Linked DNA regions of Sus scrofa: all the other regions are linked to region 1. A link is a contact called in public Hi-C data. All regions are on one chromosome and are shown on one strand. Each heading gives the region's core, a stretch centred on a gene start, on an enhancer-like site or on the middle of the called end of the contact. The rest is flanking DNA. Distances are from core to core; before and after follow the strand shown. Region 1 holds the start of SLC12A9 (solute carrier family 12 member 9). Region 2 holds the start of GNB2 (guanine nucleotide-binding protein G(I)/G(S)/G(T) subunit beta-2). Region 3 holds the start of POP7 (ribonuclease P protein subunit p20).

What was found. Hi-C and Micro-C count contacts between places; a contact is called where the count stands out from the background.
Region 2: a Hi-C map of skeletal muscle shows a contact between it and region 1, with 5 times the contacts expected there. The contact joins the promoter of GNB2 here to the promoter of SLC12A9 in region 1. A contact is called at or near these places in 3 of 47 Hi-C or Micro-C datasets (heart right ventricle, liver and skeletal muscle) and 1 of 2 datasets of contacts at active chromatin or transcription factors (alveolar macrophages).
Region 3: a contact with region 1 is called in a Hi-C map of liver, with 3 times the contacts expected there. The contact joins the promoter of POP7 here to the promoter of SLC12A9 in region 1. A contact is called at or near these places in 3 of 5 promoter capture datasets (fetal liver, fetal skeletal muscle and liver), 25 of 47 Hi-C or Micro-C datasets (adipose tissue, alveolar macrophages, blood and 15 more) and 2 of 2 datasets of contacts at active chromatin or transcription factors (alveolar macrophages and skeletal muscle).

Annotation. Positions count from the first base shown.
Region 1 is chr3:8,695,228-8,697,992 of Sscrofa11.1, reverse strand. It overlaps SLC12A9 (solute carrier family 12 member 9), which reads right to left and starts at 1,400. Exons shown (of 14, transcript XM_003354477.4): 1 at 43-1,400.
Region 2 is chr3:8,577,690-8,580,454 of Sscrofa11.1, reverse strand. GNB2 (guanine nucleotide-binding protein G(I)/G(S)/G(T) subunit beta-2) reads right to left here and starts at 1,418. Exons shown (of 10, transcript XM_003480989.3): 1 at 1,253-1,418.
Region 3 is chr3:8,606,189-8,608,953 of Sscrofa11.1, reverse strand. It overlaps POP7 (ribonuclease P protein subunit p20), which reads right to left and starts at 1,423. Exons shown (of 3, transcript XM_013995472.2): 1 at 1,155-1,423; 2 at 502-907; 3 at 1-261. The coding sequence starts at 251. LOC110260076 (branchpoint-bridging protein-like) reads left to right here and starts at 250. Exons shown (of 3, transcript XM_021087974.1): 1 at 250-288. The coding sequence starts at 250.

The sequences.
Region 1 (2,765 bases), core at 151-2,650:
GAACTCCGCAAGGGCACTTACAAGTAAGTTAACCACACTTACCTCTTGTTTCAGACTACCGTCCAACTGCCACAGTTTACACCTTTGCCATGGCCTAAGCATTAATAGCATTTCCTTTGCTCAGAAGTGACCCAGAGTGGTCTATATATTATATGGGCAATCGCCCCATGAAGCCCTACCTGACCCGTATCCTGCCCTCACCTCTCCTCATCCCTGATCTTGCCCCACGAGGACCTCTGGGCTGTTGCCAAGAATGCTGTGGCAGCACAGGACAGGAGCCTCCTTTGTCTTTTGGACTCAAATATTACCTTCTTAGTGAAATCTCTGCCAGTCCCATTTAAAGGTGAACTACAGAAGTTCCTGTCGTGGCACAGCGGACGGACTAGGAACCATGAAGTTGCAGGTTCGATCCCTGGCCTCGCTCAGTGGGTTAAGGATCCGGCGTTGCCGAGAGCTGTGGTGTAGGTCGCACACGCGGCTTGGATCCCACATTGCTGTGGCTGTGGTGTAGGCCGGCAGCTGTAGCTCCAATTGGACCCCTAGCCTGGGAACCTCCATATGCCACAGTGCAGCCCTAAAAAGCTAAATAAATAAATAAATAAATGTGAACTACACCTTCCTTCCCATCCCACTTTCCTAGGGCTTATCCCCCTTTCCTATTTTTTTTTTCCTTAACCAGAGCGCTTAACACATCTAATAGATGCCTTTAAAGTGTTTATCTTGTTCATCGACTGCCTAGTCCCAACAGAAAAGTTAAGCTCCACGAAACAGGAACTTTTCTTTGCTGCTCTAGCTCCGGTACTTCCATCAGTCCCTGGCATTCCGGTGGCCCTTTGTAACCGTGCACCGTGTCTTCTGGGAGCCTCGGCGGATCTGGGGCTGGCTCCTCACGTGACTGCTGTGGCCCCGCCCCGCCCTCTAAGGAGGGAAGATGGCGGCGCCCAGGGTGCCCCAGAAAGAGGGCAGCAAACGAGAGGGCGCCGGCTCGCTAGAGCGTCCGCGCCGCCGCCTGGTCTGCGGTCGCGTACTGGGAAGGCGCGAATTCAGGACTACGTGCTGGTCGTCCTCCCCACCATTTTCAAAGGAGAAAGGAATTGGCTAATCCTAAAACGTTGAGCTGCCTATCATCTCCCCACTGCTTGGGATTCCTGGGATCTGAGACGTGTAGGACGAGGTTGTGGAATCAGTATCTGGGTTTTTCTCGCCTCGTGTTGGCTCCCGGATCTACCGATTAGGTCATCTCGGGGTGCCTGTCCAGCCTTCTGTTCTAAAGGATCCCAGAGCACACACCTGGACCATCCTTCGGAGACAGGACGTCCAATCCCCGCCCCTGAGTGCCCCACTCCGAGTTCAGGCCCTAAATGCTAATTCCTCGGCACCCCGTCCCCCGCCGTGAGCTCCCCTGAATTAAGTCTCGTGAATCCGGACCCCCCCCTCCCCCAGGCCCCAGGGGCAGATGAGCCCTTGGCCACCGCCCCTACAGTTTCCTGCAGATCCAGCAAACAAAAGGCTCGGGAAGAGAGGCGAGGCTGAGCAGGGCGCCCTTCCTGCAGGAACAGCTGATGGAGCAAAATGACCCAGGAGGGAGGAGAGAAGGGGAGGGATGAAATTCCAGGGTTCCTGGAGGACCGCAGCAGGAGGCCAGACTCCTGGATCCCGGGGAAGGAGGGAGGGAGTCCAGGAAAATGGATGCGGAGGGCCCAGGCAGGACACCAGAGTTTGCTGGGCTCTTTCAGATCCCAGCTGTCTTGGTAGGGGTGATGTCAACTTTAGGGAATGGAGGGGGTTGGGGGGAACTCTGGATTTCAGGTGAGCTCTCAGGCCCCCAGGCTGGAATGGTGGGGGCTGGGAGAGGCCTGAAGCACTGCGTCATCTCCTCTGGGGCCCAGCCTGCCGCCCCCCGGCCCGACCTGCTGCCCTTGGTGCAGGCCCCACCCTGGCCTGGCTTCCTGCTCCTCCCCAGGCACAGAGCTCTCCTGCCAAGCTCCACGAACCAGCCCAGGGGCTTCTTGTCCCTTCAGGTCCTTGTTAGCCTAGCCTCTAACCACGAATGGTCCTCCTTATATTTGCCCCAGAGCTGTTGCCCCTGCCCCCATCCCTGTCAAGGACACAATAGTAGGGGAAGGGCCCCGTCCAGTGGGGGGGGGGGCCTGGCATGGGGGGGGGGCTTGGCCTCATATCCTGTCAGGCTGCCAAGGGAAGAGAGGAAACAAAAGACTTCCCCCTGCTGGGACAATGAGCCTCCCATTACCTCTTTCCCTCCTCCCACTACCCCGCAGCCCTCCCGTTGAGCTCAGGCCCCCAGGCCTCCCTTCTCCAAACCTCCTTACCCTCTGATAGCCTTGGCCTCTGCTCTGAGCTCTGCCCTTCCAGCTCTGCCCTTCCCCTGCCCTCCTTCCTATCAGCTTGCACTGATGCTTGTCTCCAGTCCTGGCTGTTTCAGTCCCCTGCTCTTCCATCAGGGCTCAGAACCCCTTCCTCTGTCTCCAGCGTCAAGACCAGGGGCTGGGTGGGCAAGGCTCTGGTGAATGTTAGGGAGTAAATCATACCCGTTTAATAGCTGGTGGGAAACAGGGGCTCCACAGGAGTAAGGGTCCAAGGCAGAGGGAGGGAAATGCCCTAAGCCTGGCCTGGGTGGGAAAGGAAGAAGCAGAAGGCTGCGAGGTGTCCTCCAGGTCCTTGGAGGTCGGGCTGGAAGGCCGTTTGATCTAAGTGTGGAGTCAGGTCCACCTGCTGGCTGCTAGCTGAGTGCTTGGACGGGTCAC
Region 2 (2,765 bases), core at 169-2,668, 120 kb after region 1:
GGCTCCCCAGGAGCCCAGCCTGTGAGCTCCGCGCCGGGGCCCCAGGGGCCTGGCTGGCTCCGCTCCAGCGCCCGAAGTCCTACCCCCCCCCTCCTTTGGACACCTGTGTGATCTGGCCATGCACACTGCACTCTGCCAACCCAGGCGTCCCCCACCCTGCTCCCACTTCCCCCAGGCCCTGGGCGTTTCTCTTCCCCGCTGACATTTCCCCTCGCTCTGTTCAGCTTTCTACGCCAGAGCCTGGGGACGCCCTTCCAAAGTGGGGGGCAGAGACCCCCATCCCATTTCCCCAGCTCGGGACAAAGCCCCTCAATTCCAGCTGCCGGCAGCCCAGGCCGGGCGGCAGCGCCAGACGCCCCAGGCAGAAGGAAGCAGGCCAGGAGGAAGCCGCTGGGGGCGGGGGCAACGCTCCCAGCCCTCAATCCCTATCACCCTTCCGAGCCCCCTCGGCAACCCCAGATTCTGGGCATACAGCAATTGGGGTCCCAAGGAGAAATGGGGGTGCCACCGCCTCCGCAAGGCTGACGGGGCGAAGGGGAGGCAAGGGACAAGCGAGGGTCCCCGGATCTGGCAGGGGAAGGCGCGGGCCGGTGTGGCTCTTCGAAACGCAGTGGGCCTGGCTCTCCGGCCCCCACGACCTCCATTTTGCCCAAAAGAAAGCTCGGTGGGGGGTAGGGGCGACTGGGAGCTAAGCGTGAGGTTAGGACTGCTAAAGGGAATGAGGTGCCGAGGTCTCTGGTCTAGGGGGTAATGGGTCCAGAAAAGAACCTAAATCGAGGGTGGAGACAAGGGAAGGGTGGCCTCGCGGCCTTGCCTGCTTCTCTGAGGATTCTGGACTTTTGCAAGGCGAATGCCAGCGGCGGTGCGAAATGGGAGGACACGAGGGGTGCTACCCCGGGGGAGCTAAGAGGGTGGCAGTGGTGGGGAAAGGGGGCGGGACAGGGCCTAGAGGAAGCCCCGAATTTAGCCCCCCAACTTCTCAGGGAGCAAGAGGCAGGTGGGGGTGAGATGAGGTCTAGAGTCAGGCAAAAGGCCCCTGATGCTGCAGGGAGCGCGTGCGTTATTGGGGGCGAGGGTCCCCCAGTTCCCCTTCCGGGTTTGGGAGCGACGGGGCCATAAGAAGGGAGGGGATGTCTGGGGAGTTACGTCCGCTCCCGAGAGGCCAGACCGGGTAGACAGACGGAAGAGAGGTTCCCCCACGGGAATTTGGGGCTGGGAAGGGGATGAGGACTCCTTTTACCAGCGGAGGTACCTGTGGCGGTGGGACTCTGCGAAGGGTCGCTAAAGGAGAGCGGGAGGTCCTGTCTTCCTCCGCGGCGGAGGCGGCAGCGGCGGCGACGCGGATGGATTTTCTCAGTCACCCCAACTCAACCGTCCAGCGCTGCTCTCCCCAGAGCGGAGGGATCCCGCCCGCCAGTGACGCGGCCGTCGCCGCCGCGCCCAGGGCCCGGCTGGACGAGACCAACTACTTATCGGGGGGAGGCCGGGGGAAAAATAGCACTTAGGGGGCAAATATTGACCCCATAACATCAAAGATATTACTCTACATTATTTCTACGCAAAATGGGCTCAGAAAAATACTTTGCTTCCCGAAAAGGCACAAAACATCCCCTCTGGGACTGACATAGGTGGTACCGGCATAGGGGAGGGTGAAACCGCTCGCTGGTCACGTGACCTGCCCTCCCGGATTGGGCGGCTCCAGACTGGGAAGGGGAGCTCGACGCCCCAGTTCTCGCCTTGGCTCCGCCCTTTGTCTGTGAGACCACGCCCCTCCACAGGGGACAGGGTTGAGAGAGATCAGTGTTGATCACTGCTGGAGAGGCCAGCCGGCCTCAACGCGTAGCGAGGAGGAGCAGTGTTTCCGAAGGTGCCCGGGCGGGAAGCCATGGGGACCTGGGCGGCCCCTGGGAACTCAGGTATGCTGTGAGAACGGGTCTGCCCAGGCAGTGCCCCCGCGTTGCCCAGTGGCTTTTGCGGAACTCTTTATGTGGCGGCATGACACTCTAATAGCAACTCGTTTATTGAGCTTCATACTTATTTACTCCTCACAGTGCTATGAAGTTGAGTACTGGCTTTGTCCCCATTTTACAGTAGTGGAAACAGAGTCCTAGGGCTGCAGAGTTGGAATATGAACCAAGGCTGCTTTATCGACCTTATTGTGTGTATTAATATCTAGCCTCTTGATGAACCTCGCTCTGGACCATCTCCGCGAAGGGATGAGAATGTAAGTATAGGCCTCGGTTTCCACATCTATAAAATGAGAGTGTTGATAGCTACCTGCCCTGCAAGTCACCTTGGATTATTTTAAGATCCTGCGGATTGTGAAAATGTTTTGGAAAGTTCAAATCAATGAGTAACCTTCATTGAGTCCTCATGCGATTTAAAAGTATTAAAACATACACTTTTCATTTAGCCTCAGTTGAAGGCATTAAAAACAGTTTCCAAAGCACCAATTTTTAAAGAGAATAAGAAAAGTCACATTCTTAGTTAAGCACAAATTCCATTTATGGAGCACTCACCAATTCGATCATATATTAGCAGTAGGTAATAGGTGTCAATGAGAATTTGGAAGGGAGGGAGTTCCCATTGTGACTCAGCAGGTAATGACCCCAACTAGTATCCAGTATCCAACTAGTATCCAGTATCCAACTAGTGGCTTAAGGATCTGGCATTGCGGTGACCTATGGTGCAGTTTGCAGCCTGGTTTTGGATCCTGCATTCCTTTTTTTGTTGTTGTTTTTTGTTTTGTCTTTTTGCTATTTCTT
Region 3 (2,765 bases), core at 174-2,673, 89 kb after region 1:
ATGTTGATGGCGCGGTTGATGGCCAGGCCCAAGCCATGAATGTAGATCTCAGTGCATGCATTCTGACCCCTTACCCCTCCGTCCAGCAGCTTCTGGCAGCGGGCCAACTGGGCCTTAAAGTCAGTCTTCATGTTGACATAAATGTCATTGGGCCTCCGGGGCAGGCGGTGGGGAAGCCGCTTCCGCAGGGTGTATTCCACCGGGTCCAGCTCGGCCTCGACGGCCCCGCGGGGTTCTCGGTTTTCAGCCATGCAGTGTGCCCTGGTGTGGGAGAAAGATCAGCCATGGGTGAGGAGAGACCAGGTTTCGTTTCCTACCCCGTTTCCCGCCCAAACGGTGCAGCCAAGAGGGGTCGCACTCGACGCCCCTCGTCGCTTCAAGTCTCAGTCCCTTCCCACTTACCTCAAGCTCAAGCATCTCCCCCACCTCCGGTTCCCATTCATCCATCACATCGCTCCCAATCTCAGGCCCCTCCACCGCCCCAGCTATTCCCACGCCTACCTTCTTCGCTCCACAGTGCCCTCAGCGCGCACGCAGCCCGCTCCCCTGCCAGGCCACTCGAGCGTTGCGCCGACCAGTCTGAAGGGAAGGAGCTGCCCGCAACTCCCAGGCCCCAAAAAGGGAAGAGAAGGGAAGGGACTCGCCGCAGGAACGCCGAAACACGGGCGCCCTTAGTACCAGGCTCCTGAAAAGGCCCCCGAGTGCGCAGGCGCGCCCATACCCCGTGGCCAGGCCCGGGCGATCCGCGAATCGCCTTCCCGGCATCCGTTCTCCCCGCCCCTTTCCTGAGTTGCTCGCAAAACCGCGCGATGTGTTTGAGTAACGCGAGGCTTCCGGGGGTGATGGGATCTACCACTTGTAAGCTGCAGAGGCAGGGGGCGTATACCAAGTCGAAGCCGGGGAGGATCTGGAAAGAGAAAGGTTAGCTTCCCTGGGCCAATCCCACCCAGTACTCGGTTCCCGGAGGAGTCATGAAGGGGAGAAAAGAGAGGAGGTTTTCTAGGGGCGTGGAGGATTTAGGGGTAAGGGTCTTCCAAAGGTGTGAGGGAGGACGGCGAATTCCACTGATCTTGATCGCGAATGGCCTAAAGAGAAGTCTGGACTCCCGGGTCCATCGCAGTTCCTCGGGTCAGAGGAGGTGTGGCAGAACTGACCTCCCGTCCAAGATTCCGGCTGCCCGAAGATGGGGGCAAGCAAGGCCCGGCCCTTGGCGGAGGACAAGTTCTTTGGCTCGGGGACTCCTCTGCAGTTTACGGGGACCCGTTCTTCTCCCCTTTCTCTGACCAGGGTGACCTCCAGGCCAGCGCCTGGGGACGCGAGTTGTGAGCCGTGGGGCTAGCCTTTACAGCTTCCCTGTGGCTCGCAGACCCACTAGCACTCCTCAGTCGTCATCCACCAGCTCTTTGGCTTCTGCCCGCCACCCAGGAGCAGGGACCTGCGCCCCCTGGCGGGAAGGGCAGGGCAGCACAGAGGGATTGGAGGCTCCCTAAGGCCAGTGGGGAGGGGTTCTCGGCCCAGGTTGCTTTAGCTTTGGTGGAGTTCCACTGGAAACTGAGTTAGAGCTGCACTGGGGTCCTTGACTGTTCTTCGCTTGAGTTTTCTCATCACTCAAATAGGGATGACAATTCCTGTTCTTGCCACTGAGTTTCGAAACCCGATATAACCTTGGGTAAACTGTAAGCCTATACATTTGAGTTGGCATTTTTATGCCCCCTACACGGCTTTTTGTTGCCTGGGGTGGAGTCCGACTCCATTTGACTGGAGGTTGTAAAGTGGTCAGGTTCCTGAGAACTTTCCCAGCACCATTTAAATCCTGTGGTTCTTTTTAGCTTCAGATATTTACAAGTTTGGGGGCTATTTGGGGGTGAGGAGGAAAGCCTGTCTACCACTTTATTCTGCCTCAGAAGTGACATATGAGCTGAGTTTTGATGGACAAACAGGAGTTCTTCAGGGAACCAAGGAGTATTCTGGAAACATTTTTAAAAGAATGGAAGTGTAATCCAAGCTTCCACCTCAAGGAACTAGAAAAAGAGCGAAGTAAAGCCAAAGGGAGAAGATGGGAGGAAACAATAAAGAACAAAAACCAATTAAATTATGAGAAAAAGAATGTATATATACGTGTGATTGGGTCACTTTGCTGTATGTAAAGCAGAAATTGGCACAACACTGTAAATCAACTATACTTTAATAAAAGCAAACCAAAAAACCTCCGTTAAACTGAACACAAGAAAACAATAAAGAAATTCAAACCAAAAGCTGGTTCTTTGAAAAAGATCAATAAAATGGATAAGCCTCCAGCAAGACTGACAAAAGAACAAGAGAACGAAGATTCAAGTTATGATTACCAGAAATGAAAGAGAGGATAGCACTAAAGATCCCTCATACATTAAAGTATACTTAGAGTAATATAGACCACGCTACAGACAAATTCCACAATTTATGGACCAATTCCCAGAAAACCACATACTACCAAACTTACCCAAGATGAAGTAGATCATCTGCATAGTTCTGTAACTATTAAGGAAATTAAATTCATAGGTTTTTTTTAACTTTATAAAAAGAAATATCTTGGCTCACATAGTTTTACTGGTGAATTCTACCAAAAAAAAAAAAAAAAAGAAAGAAAGAAAGAAAACGCAAATTCTAGACAATCTCTTTCAGAAAATAGAAGAGGGTCCATTTTATGAGACCCAAACCAGACAGAGATTATACAAAGTAGAAAACCACAGACCAATATCTCTCATGAACAATGCAACAAAATCCTC